Regions from separate parts of the Mus musculus genome. Here all the other regions are linked to region 1. A link is a contact called in public Hi-C and promoter capture Hi-C data. All regions are on one chromosome and are shown on one strand. Each heading gives the region's core, a stretch centred on a gene start, on an enhancer-like site or on the middle of the called end of the contact. The rest is flanking DNA. Distances are from core to core; before and after follow the strand shown.

What was found. Promoter capture Hi-C pulls out the DNA fragments that hold promoters and counts their contacts. Hi-C and Micro-C count contacts between places; a contact is called where the count stands out from the background.
Region 2: a contact with region 1 is called in a promoter capture Hi-C map of pre-B cells. The contact joins the promoter of Nol10 here to the promoter of Rnaseh1 in region 1. A contact is called at or near these places in 1 of 39 promoter capture datasets (pre-B cells) and 2 of 484 Hi-C or Micro-C datasets (B cells and CD8 T cells).
Region 3: a Hi-C map of B cells shows a contact between it and region 1, with 5 read pairs. The contact joins the promoter of Pdia6 here to the promoter of Rnaseh1 in region 1. A contact is called at or near these places in 1 of 39 promoter capture datasets (cranial neural crest) and 1 of 484 Hi-C or Micro-C datasets (B cells).

Annotation. Positions count from the first base shown.
Region 1 is chr12:28,648,278-28,650,977 of GRCm38.p6, forward strand. Rnaseh1 (ribonuclease H1) reads left to right here and starts at 1,325. Exons shown (of 8, transcript NM_011275.3): 1 at 1,325-1,539. The coding sequence starts at 1,412.
Region 2 is chr12:17,347,170-17,349,869 of GRCm38.p6, forward strand. It overlaps Nol10 (nucleolar protein 10), which reads left to right and starts at 1,324. Exons shown (of 21, transcript NM_001008421.1): 1 at 1,324-1,450. The coding sequence starts at 1,385. It overlaps Gm46336 (a long non-coding RNA gene), which reads right to left and starts at 1,233. Exons shown (of 2, transcript XR_001780553.2): 1 at 1,113-1,233.
Region 3 is chr12:17,265,216-17,267,958 of GRCm38.p6, forward strand. It overlaps Pdia6 (protein disulfide isomerase associated 6), which reads left to right and starts at 1,374. Exons shown (of 13, transcript NM_027959.4): 1 at 1,374-1,436. The coding sequence starts at 1,418.

The sequences.
Region 1 (2,700 bases), core at 75-2,574:
CCACACCCGGTTTCCGAGACACTGGATATATCCATACCCCCTTCTTTTGTTTTTTTTTTTTTTCTTTTTTTTTCTTTCTTACCCCCTTTTTTAAACTTTAGAATATTGTTGGTATTTTGAGGTTTTATTTGAGTTGATAGACATTAATACTTGCTACATAGAAATAAAAAGAAGGGATGAGAGGAAGTTCTGGCAGGGCCTATGCCCAATATATGTGAGACCCTAATTTCAATCTCCAGTGCCAGGATTCATCGTGTAGCCAAGACTGCCCTTGAACTTGCAGTAATCCTCTTGCTGTAGTCTACACAGTACTGGGATAATAGGTTTGAGGCACCATGTCTGGCTTCAAATATTAAAAAACAAACAAACAAACAAAAACTCTGGTGGCGCTGGAGAGATGGCTCACTCATTAAGAATAGTGGCTGCTTTTGCAAAGGCTTGAGTTCCAATCCCAGGGGAGCCAATGCCATTTCCTGACCTCTGTGGGCAGAAAGTATGTCTGTGGCACAAACATAGATGCAAGCGAAACACTCATACACATGAACTAAAGTAATACATAAATAAACAACTGATTTCTAAAGGAAAGAGAAGGGTAGAGTTGCTTTACATTCTACAAACCACACCGACAGCTGGCTGAAGGGCAAACAATCAGAGACAACCATTAAAGGGAAATTTTCCCTTCCCTATTTTTTCTTTATATTTAGAAAAACTTTTCATACTCATGACTTCAAGGAATATACATTTATTACTTTAAAATTGCATCTATGTGTTGGTGTGTGCGTGCATTATCATTGGTGCATATGTGCGAAGGTCAGAGGACAACTTGTGGGAGAGTTGTTAAGCTTGGTGGCAAGTGCCTTCACTTTCAAAGTCGCCTTGGTAGTCCCTAAGGAGTAGATTTTAAAATTTTAGTTGATTTTGGGTTATAAAAACGATTCCCCAGTTTGCAACAGTGACTTGCTTCATTCTATGTAGTCCAGAATTATATGGCCAGAGTGTTGTTATGTATTCATGACATCTTCTCATTCATTGCTGGCAAAGGGGAGGGGAACCCTATTCTGCAGAGTTGGGCATCCTAGAATATGGGATGTAGTTTTACAGGGGCTCATTGTCTTCACATCTATTCCCTCATTCGGCCATCATCCTCTCATTCCTTCTTTCCCCTCTTCCTCTCGCTTCCAAATCAGTTTTGCTGTGCTGGGATTGGACTAGGCACTCGGCAGCTGGGAAACACCTCTGTCTCCAGGCCGAACGTCTCCACCGACGTCTAAGAAACCGAAGACACAATCCTCGGCCCCGCCCCTCTCCGCGACGGGCGCCTCGCGACGTCACCTTCCTGAGCCGGAAGTGTGTCGGCTCGCCGGCGGGAGGCTCGCGGGCAGCAATGTGGGTTGCCGCGCTGGCGTGAGTGATGCGCTGGCTGCTGCCGCTGTCCCGCACAGTGACACTGGCCGTCGTACGCCTGAGGCGAGGCATTTGCGGGCTCGGGATGTTCTATGCGGTGAGGAGAGGCCGCAGGACCGGAGTCTTCCTGAGTTGGTGAGACGGAGCCTGGCGGAGCCCTTTATTCTAAACACCTAACAGCTCGTTTAGCCCTTCCGTGTTGTAGTCAAATCCTCCCAAAGAGAACACATGGTCACCGCAGCCAGAATTTACACAAGGCTTCCCACGTTCTGATCGTTCCTGTGTGTGGGTGTTTTGTTTTTTGACACAGGACCTCATGTAGTCCAGACTGCTGAGCTCATTGGTTTGGGCCACCACGCCCAACTTCCTCGTGTTTTCATCTTTTAAACATTTTTCATACCTACTGGGTGACTTTTCTCGAGCCGATTATGTGCCAAATTGAACTTCTGGTCTTTCTGCCTTCACTAACCAAACGCAGGGATTTCAGATAGGCACCGTTATGCTCAATTTGTGTACTGCAGGTGTTTGAACCCAGGGCTTGTGCATACTAGGCCAGCAGCTGAGCTACATCCTCATCCCCGACTGTTTTTAAGAAGGAAAATCGTGGTGAGATGTGTTGTCACATGTTTGTAATTCCAGCACTGTTGAGGTGGAGGCAGGAGGATCACTACAAGTTAGAGGCCAGCATGGGCTGTGGAAGAGATGAGGGAGGGGGAGAGGTGGAGAGTCTCAAGCCAGAAGCTGGTCTTTGCCTTTGGATCCATGTCGCAGCCCTTGGAGGCAAGATGAAGTTTTCAGTTTCACCGGTACTGTGGCAGTTCCCAGGTCAAATGAGAGGCAGAATCGGGGCTTAAGTCCAGGTTTGGGAGTATATGACAGCTAACTTCTAATATCAAGGTTTGTTGTCCCTGTGACCTGGATGTTTCCCTAGGCACAGCTGAGACAGTACTAAGGAAGAAATATATCCACTGCCAACCCTTTTTCTGTGATTGAGTCTTAAAGATAACAAAATTTTAGTATGTGCTGGAGTTGTGGAAGACCTTGTGGTATTAGTATGCTATTTGGATTGGATGGCATTTAGCAGAATGGGCTGTCAGGTCTTAACATGTAAAATGAAACCAAATTGAGGTGTGACCTTTGTCCCAAGGAATTGACAGCAGATCCCTTTGACTCACCATACAACACCAAACCTATAATCCATGAAAAGTCCTTGTATGTTAAACTTCATTCAGTTAAAAACTCCTGCTCTAGAAAAGACACTGGGCCAGGCATAGTGGCACAAGCCTTTAAATCCCC
Region 2 (2,700 bases), core at 74-2,573, about 11 Mb before region 1:
TTTAGATCTTCAATATGGGAACCAGAGGCAGAAACGGGCTACTCTACAGATTTAGCCAAGGTGACTATGAAGACAGCATTGAGCTAATAAAAAGTGCATGGTGGAACAGTGAATTAAGGAAGCTGGTTTTAGAAGTAGGCAGTCATGGTGCTGGCAGGCAATTGTGGTGATAAATAGATCACAACTAAGGTCTGGAGGCCAGAGAATTTTCTAGTTTTGAAGACACAAAATAACTTTTGATTGAGTTGAGATATTACACGCTAAGTTTTGGGATTCTAACCTCTTTATACATTTATTTATTTATTTATTTTTGTTGAGACTGTAATCCAGGCCTTGGTAATTCTCCAGTCTCAGTCTTTTAGACACTAGAATTTTAGGTGGGGGTCACTGTGCCTCGCTTGGGAATTGGCAATTCCTCAGTCTAATTTGGAATACGAGCACAAGAAGGTACTGTTTCAATCACCTAAGTCAAAAATTCTTGAGCACATCTATGGGTGATCCCAGAGGAAAGATCAGTCGTCCCAGAAAGGAGTGAAGCAGCTGTTTGAACTTTAAGGGGCTGACAGGGACCTGCAACTCAGCACAAGGTGGTCTGAGTGGTGTCTACATGGCACCATCTTAAGACCTGGGAGTCCGGGGACTGTGCCAACACTACTTGATAGAGAAACAGCACAGAAAAGTTCTGTAGCAGATCGCTCTGCTCAGAAAGAAAAGGCTTCCACCAGAGTACAAGCCTTTGCAAAGCCAGCAGGAACTAGTGAGCCATGGCCCAGGGGCAAATGAAGATGAAAGCACCCGACCGTAGTTGCCGAGAGGGCTTGAGTGGACCCTGACTATGAGAGCGTAAGTGCCTATCAAAGAGTCGACTGGAGCCAGGGTTTGATAGTGGTTTCACATGACTTTGGAGAAAGCATTACTTAACCATTCTCTCTTTCCCAGACTCGTCTTTTCATAATGTGTTTGGAAGAGGATATAGAGAAAGACTGGCGAGGGTCCTCTGCTGTTAGAAAGTCATCCCAAGGCCTCTGATGTGGACAACAGAACTTCCTAAAAATGGTAAGTGGTTATAACTGTCACATTCTAGTCTCAAACGATATCAGGTTCAAACTCACTTCCCCATCTCATGCTTTCTCGTACGATTTTTCTTTTCATTTTCGCTTTTTCCAACCCCAGAGCACATCTCCCCGGACCCGCTCTTGCCGCCTCTAGTGCCTCCGCCCTGGGGCAGCCTAGTGAGCGCGCACTTCCGGAGCCAGGAAGTGCGTCATCAGCTCGCGCCAGTTCCCGCACGTTGTGCCGGTTCGCCTCGGGTTTGGATGCTAGGGTATTCGGGTGGGCCGGCGTTCTGTGACTGCGTGCCGGGCTCCGGCTGCTCCGCGCTGCGATGCAGGTCTCCAGCCTCAACGAAGTGAAGATTTACAGCCTCAGCTGCGGCAAGTCTCTTCCCGAGGTGAGTTCTCGCCCCCTCGCCATCGCCCTGGGAGCGTGTATCTCTAACTTACCATCGGCTGACCGTGGTGGCTGGTTTTATGTCAACTTGACACAAGCTAGAGTTAACTGGAAGGAGGGAATCTCAATTGAGAAAATGCCCCCATAAGATCTAGCTGTAGGACACTTTCTTAATGATTGATGGGGAAGAGCTCAGCCCTTGGTGGTGCCGTTCCTGGGCTATGGCTCTGGGTTCTATAAGAAAGCAGGCCCAGCAAGCCAGTAAACAGTACTGCTCCATGGCTTTTGCATAAACACCTGCCTCCAGGTTCTTGCCCTGTTTGAGTTTCTTCAGTGATGGACCGTGATGTAGAAGTGTGGCTGAAATAAACTCTTTTCTCCCCAAGATGCGTTTGGTCATGGTATTTTATCACACTATAAAAACCCTAAGACAAGACCGTTGTTTTGCCTGCATTGGGTTCACGTGTAAGAACGTGCTAACTGTTTAGAAACTACTCTCACGTGCTTTAATTAAAAACCTTATTGCCTGAAAACAGTCAGAGCAATACAGTCACAGACTGCAGAGAGGAGGACTGTGGCTCACCCTTAGTCTGTTTAAAGTCTCATCCTGTTCCAAATGCAGACTGCCTTGGTGTATACTTAGGGTCTAGGGAGGTGAGTTCACATGTTTAGAGATTATTTTGCCATAACTAGTAAGAATAGTACATTGACTTTTCCCTTTTAGAAAGGATTTTTTTTTCTATTGGGGGCATTTAACCTCAAATTTATTGACGTTTTAAGCTGGACAAGTCTTGTTGCTAGTGTTGTTTGCCAGCATCCCTGGTCCATACCTACAAGATCCAATTGTGATGACAGACTAAAATGTAAAGACTTGCCATAAGCCATCTGGGAAGCAAAATTGTCCCGGTAGAGACCCAGCCACTCAGTGTCACGATAACTGACTAGTGCTTTGGTTGCTGTTCATTCAACTGTTGCCTGTAGAAGAAAATCAGCTTCCAGTGAATGTGCTGGTAAAAACCACTTCTTATCCAGGGTCGTCTATTAGGCCAGTCATAGGTCTGTTTCTATTCTTTGTAAGAAATACATTTGGCTGGCAAAGAGACACGTTTATAATCCCAGTGCTTAGGGCGCTGAGACAGGACATTTGTGAGCTTGTGTTCAGCCTGGGCGACAGAGCTTACATTGTGTGACTCTATCTTAACACAGGAATATGCACACACATTGGGTGCACTCACTCCATATAGAAATTAA
Region 3 (2,743 bases), core at 124-2,623, about 11 Mb before region 1:
AGCTATTATTGTTGTTAAAATTTTTATTAGCATTTAAAAAATTTAGACAGGATCTCATGTAGTCCAGGCTGGCCACAAACTGACTGTGTCGCCAAAGCTGGCCTTGAACCCCTAATTCTCTTGCTTCCTTTTCTTTAGCGCTGGCACTACAGGTGTGTTACTGTCTTAGTTGGGGTTACTGTAGCTGTGATGAAACACCATGACCAAAGCAACTTGGGGAGGAAAGGGTTTGGTTTATCCTTCCATGTTGATTATTCAAGAAAGTCAGGGCAGGAAGGCAAACAGGATGGGAACCCGGAGGCAGGAGCTGAAGTAGAGGCCACGGAGAGATGTGGCTTACTGACGCGCTGCTCAGGACTTACCCTCAACCTGCTTTCTTATAGAACCTAGGACCGCAAGTCCGGGGACCGCACCACTCACAATGGGCTGGGCCCTTTCAATCACTAATTGAGAAAATGTCCTACTGTTGGATCTTATAGAAGCTTTTTTTTTTGTTGTTTTTGAGGTTTCCTCTAGCTTGAGTCAAGTTGCCATAAAACTAGCCACCATAGTCACCATGCTGTGTTTCTGTGGTGCTAGGGATCCTAGCCAGGGCTTCACGCATGTTACTCAAGCACACCAACAGAAAGGCATCCCCTGCCATTATTTTTCTATTGTGTCTCACTCTGTTAGCCTTAAACACCTTTGTAAATATTGCAAAGCAATACATTTTAGCCCTCACCCCCAGAGCCAAGAACGATAAACCCCGCAGTTTATACTCTGAGGGTCTAGGGGCACATGAGTGAACAAGGCTTTGCAATCAATTTAACAAAATAAAGTTTGGAATGATACTATATACAGAATAAGTTTGGCAAATGGTTTTCACTGAATGCTGAGTCCGCGAACAAAAGAATAAATAAGGTCCCAAACACACTGAAGTCTTAGGACTATTCTCCCGACATAAAGGGACAGTTCAAGGAATGAGAGCTGGAAGGGGCCACGAGAGAGGCAAAGAGGAAAAAGAATGAAAGCCAGGAAGAAATGAGGACCCCTTAGTCCTGGGTTTTTTGTTTTGTTTCAGTTAACTCAGAAAAAAATTAGGGGAACAAGGGGTACCCCGCAGGAACAGGGCCGGAGGTCCCCTGACCCCGCCCCTTCATTCCCCGCCCATCCTCGCCCTGCCCCGCCCCGCTCCGCTACTCCGCTCGCCCCCACCCCCGAGGAAAAAAAAACAAACCGGTAACCTCTACCCGGCCGCTTTCAATTGGCCACGCACATGAGCGAAGTCCACAGAGACCAATGAAAGGCGGCCACGGCGTGGCGAGCCCTTCCGGCCCGCCTCCGCGCGCCGGCGCACCGCCCGCTAGAAGCCGAGGGCGGGACGTGGGCGCGGCAGAGCCGAGGCAGCGGCGGCACGGACAGAATGCGGGTGATCGGCATGGCTCGCCTGGTGCTCGGTAAGCGCGGGCCTGTGGTGGGAAGCCGGTCGGAGGCAGCCTGAAGGGCCGGGGCCGCGAAGCAGGGCCGAGTGGAGGGACGAGTTGCCGGGCCTGCCTGGGGACTTCGCGGCGAGCTGGGTGGGAGAGGCCAGGTCGGGCCCACTACGGGAGGCCCCGGGGAGTCGGAGACTTGCAGCCTCTGCTCCCCACGAGTGCGGTCCGCCTCCGGTCCAGCTCAGCCTTCACTTTTATAGGCAGATAGCAGAGGCCTGTCCCGAAGGTGTCTTAGAAGTGGGCAGTGCCCACTGACCAAGGCCTCACAACTCCTGAGCACTTAAAATGCCTTTGGTCGTCCACCCAGGTGTCCGGGAATGATGTTTAGCGACTCGTGGGCGAATCTGAGGGGCCCTCATCTCCCGGCTGTCCTTGTAAATGGGCCTATAGTTTTTGACATTAGTTAACTCAGCTGATCCTGGCTAGAAAGTAGGAGAGGGAGGTGGATCCCTACACCACTTCTCCCTCCATTTACTAGTTGAGACCCGGAGCATATTTTCTCACTGCTCTGCCAGCTTTTTTCAACCGTGTTCGCCCCATGAGCTATAGTACATATTTAAAGAGAGTAAGCAAGAAAAATACTACTTTCTGGGTTACTGTAGAGAGCAGATGAGAGGGAAAGATTTAATCTTTGGTTTTCCAGTGAGTGCCTGTGAAAAAGTGATTCTATCAATTAACTCATTATTTTAATAAGGTAGTCAGCCTTTTTTTTGGCTACCCTGCTGCCAGCGGCTGCCAGGCAGAAATGTTACTGGTGTGAATTTATAACACCCTTAACTGCTACAGAGATTGAATGGGAAGCCACAGATGGCAAAACCATCTGCACGCATAGATTGTGGACCCTGGGAGTTCTTTTTTTCCCGGTGGTGCTCATTATCACTGTGTAGAGTGGCCATGTGAATTTTAGAAGCAGGATTTGATGGGTCAGCATTGACCTATTCAGCCATAGTAAACCACCACCACCACCCCGGGTGGGGGTGGGGCTGTTGCTTGGAGAGCAAGTGCAAGGAACAGTGTATTTGATTCTTCCTAACCCTGTTAGATCATCTTAGAGCCATCAGTTGGTAGGCTGAGGCAGAACTGGGTGGTTCCACTTCTCTTGGCCATTAGGGCATCAGGGGAGCAACATGTTCTCTGCAGGCTCCCACAGGGATGGAGGCTCCATGCCTCAGGAAGGCATTCCTCTTCCATGGCTGATATAGTAAGACTTCTGTCTTTACACTTTGCCTAGTTCCTTGAGAGCTTCTCTTAACAGATGGCTACCCTATCAA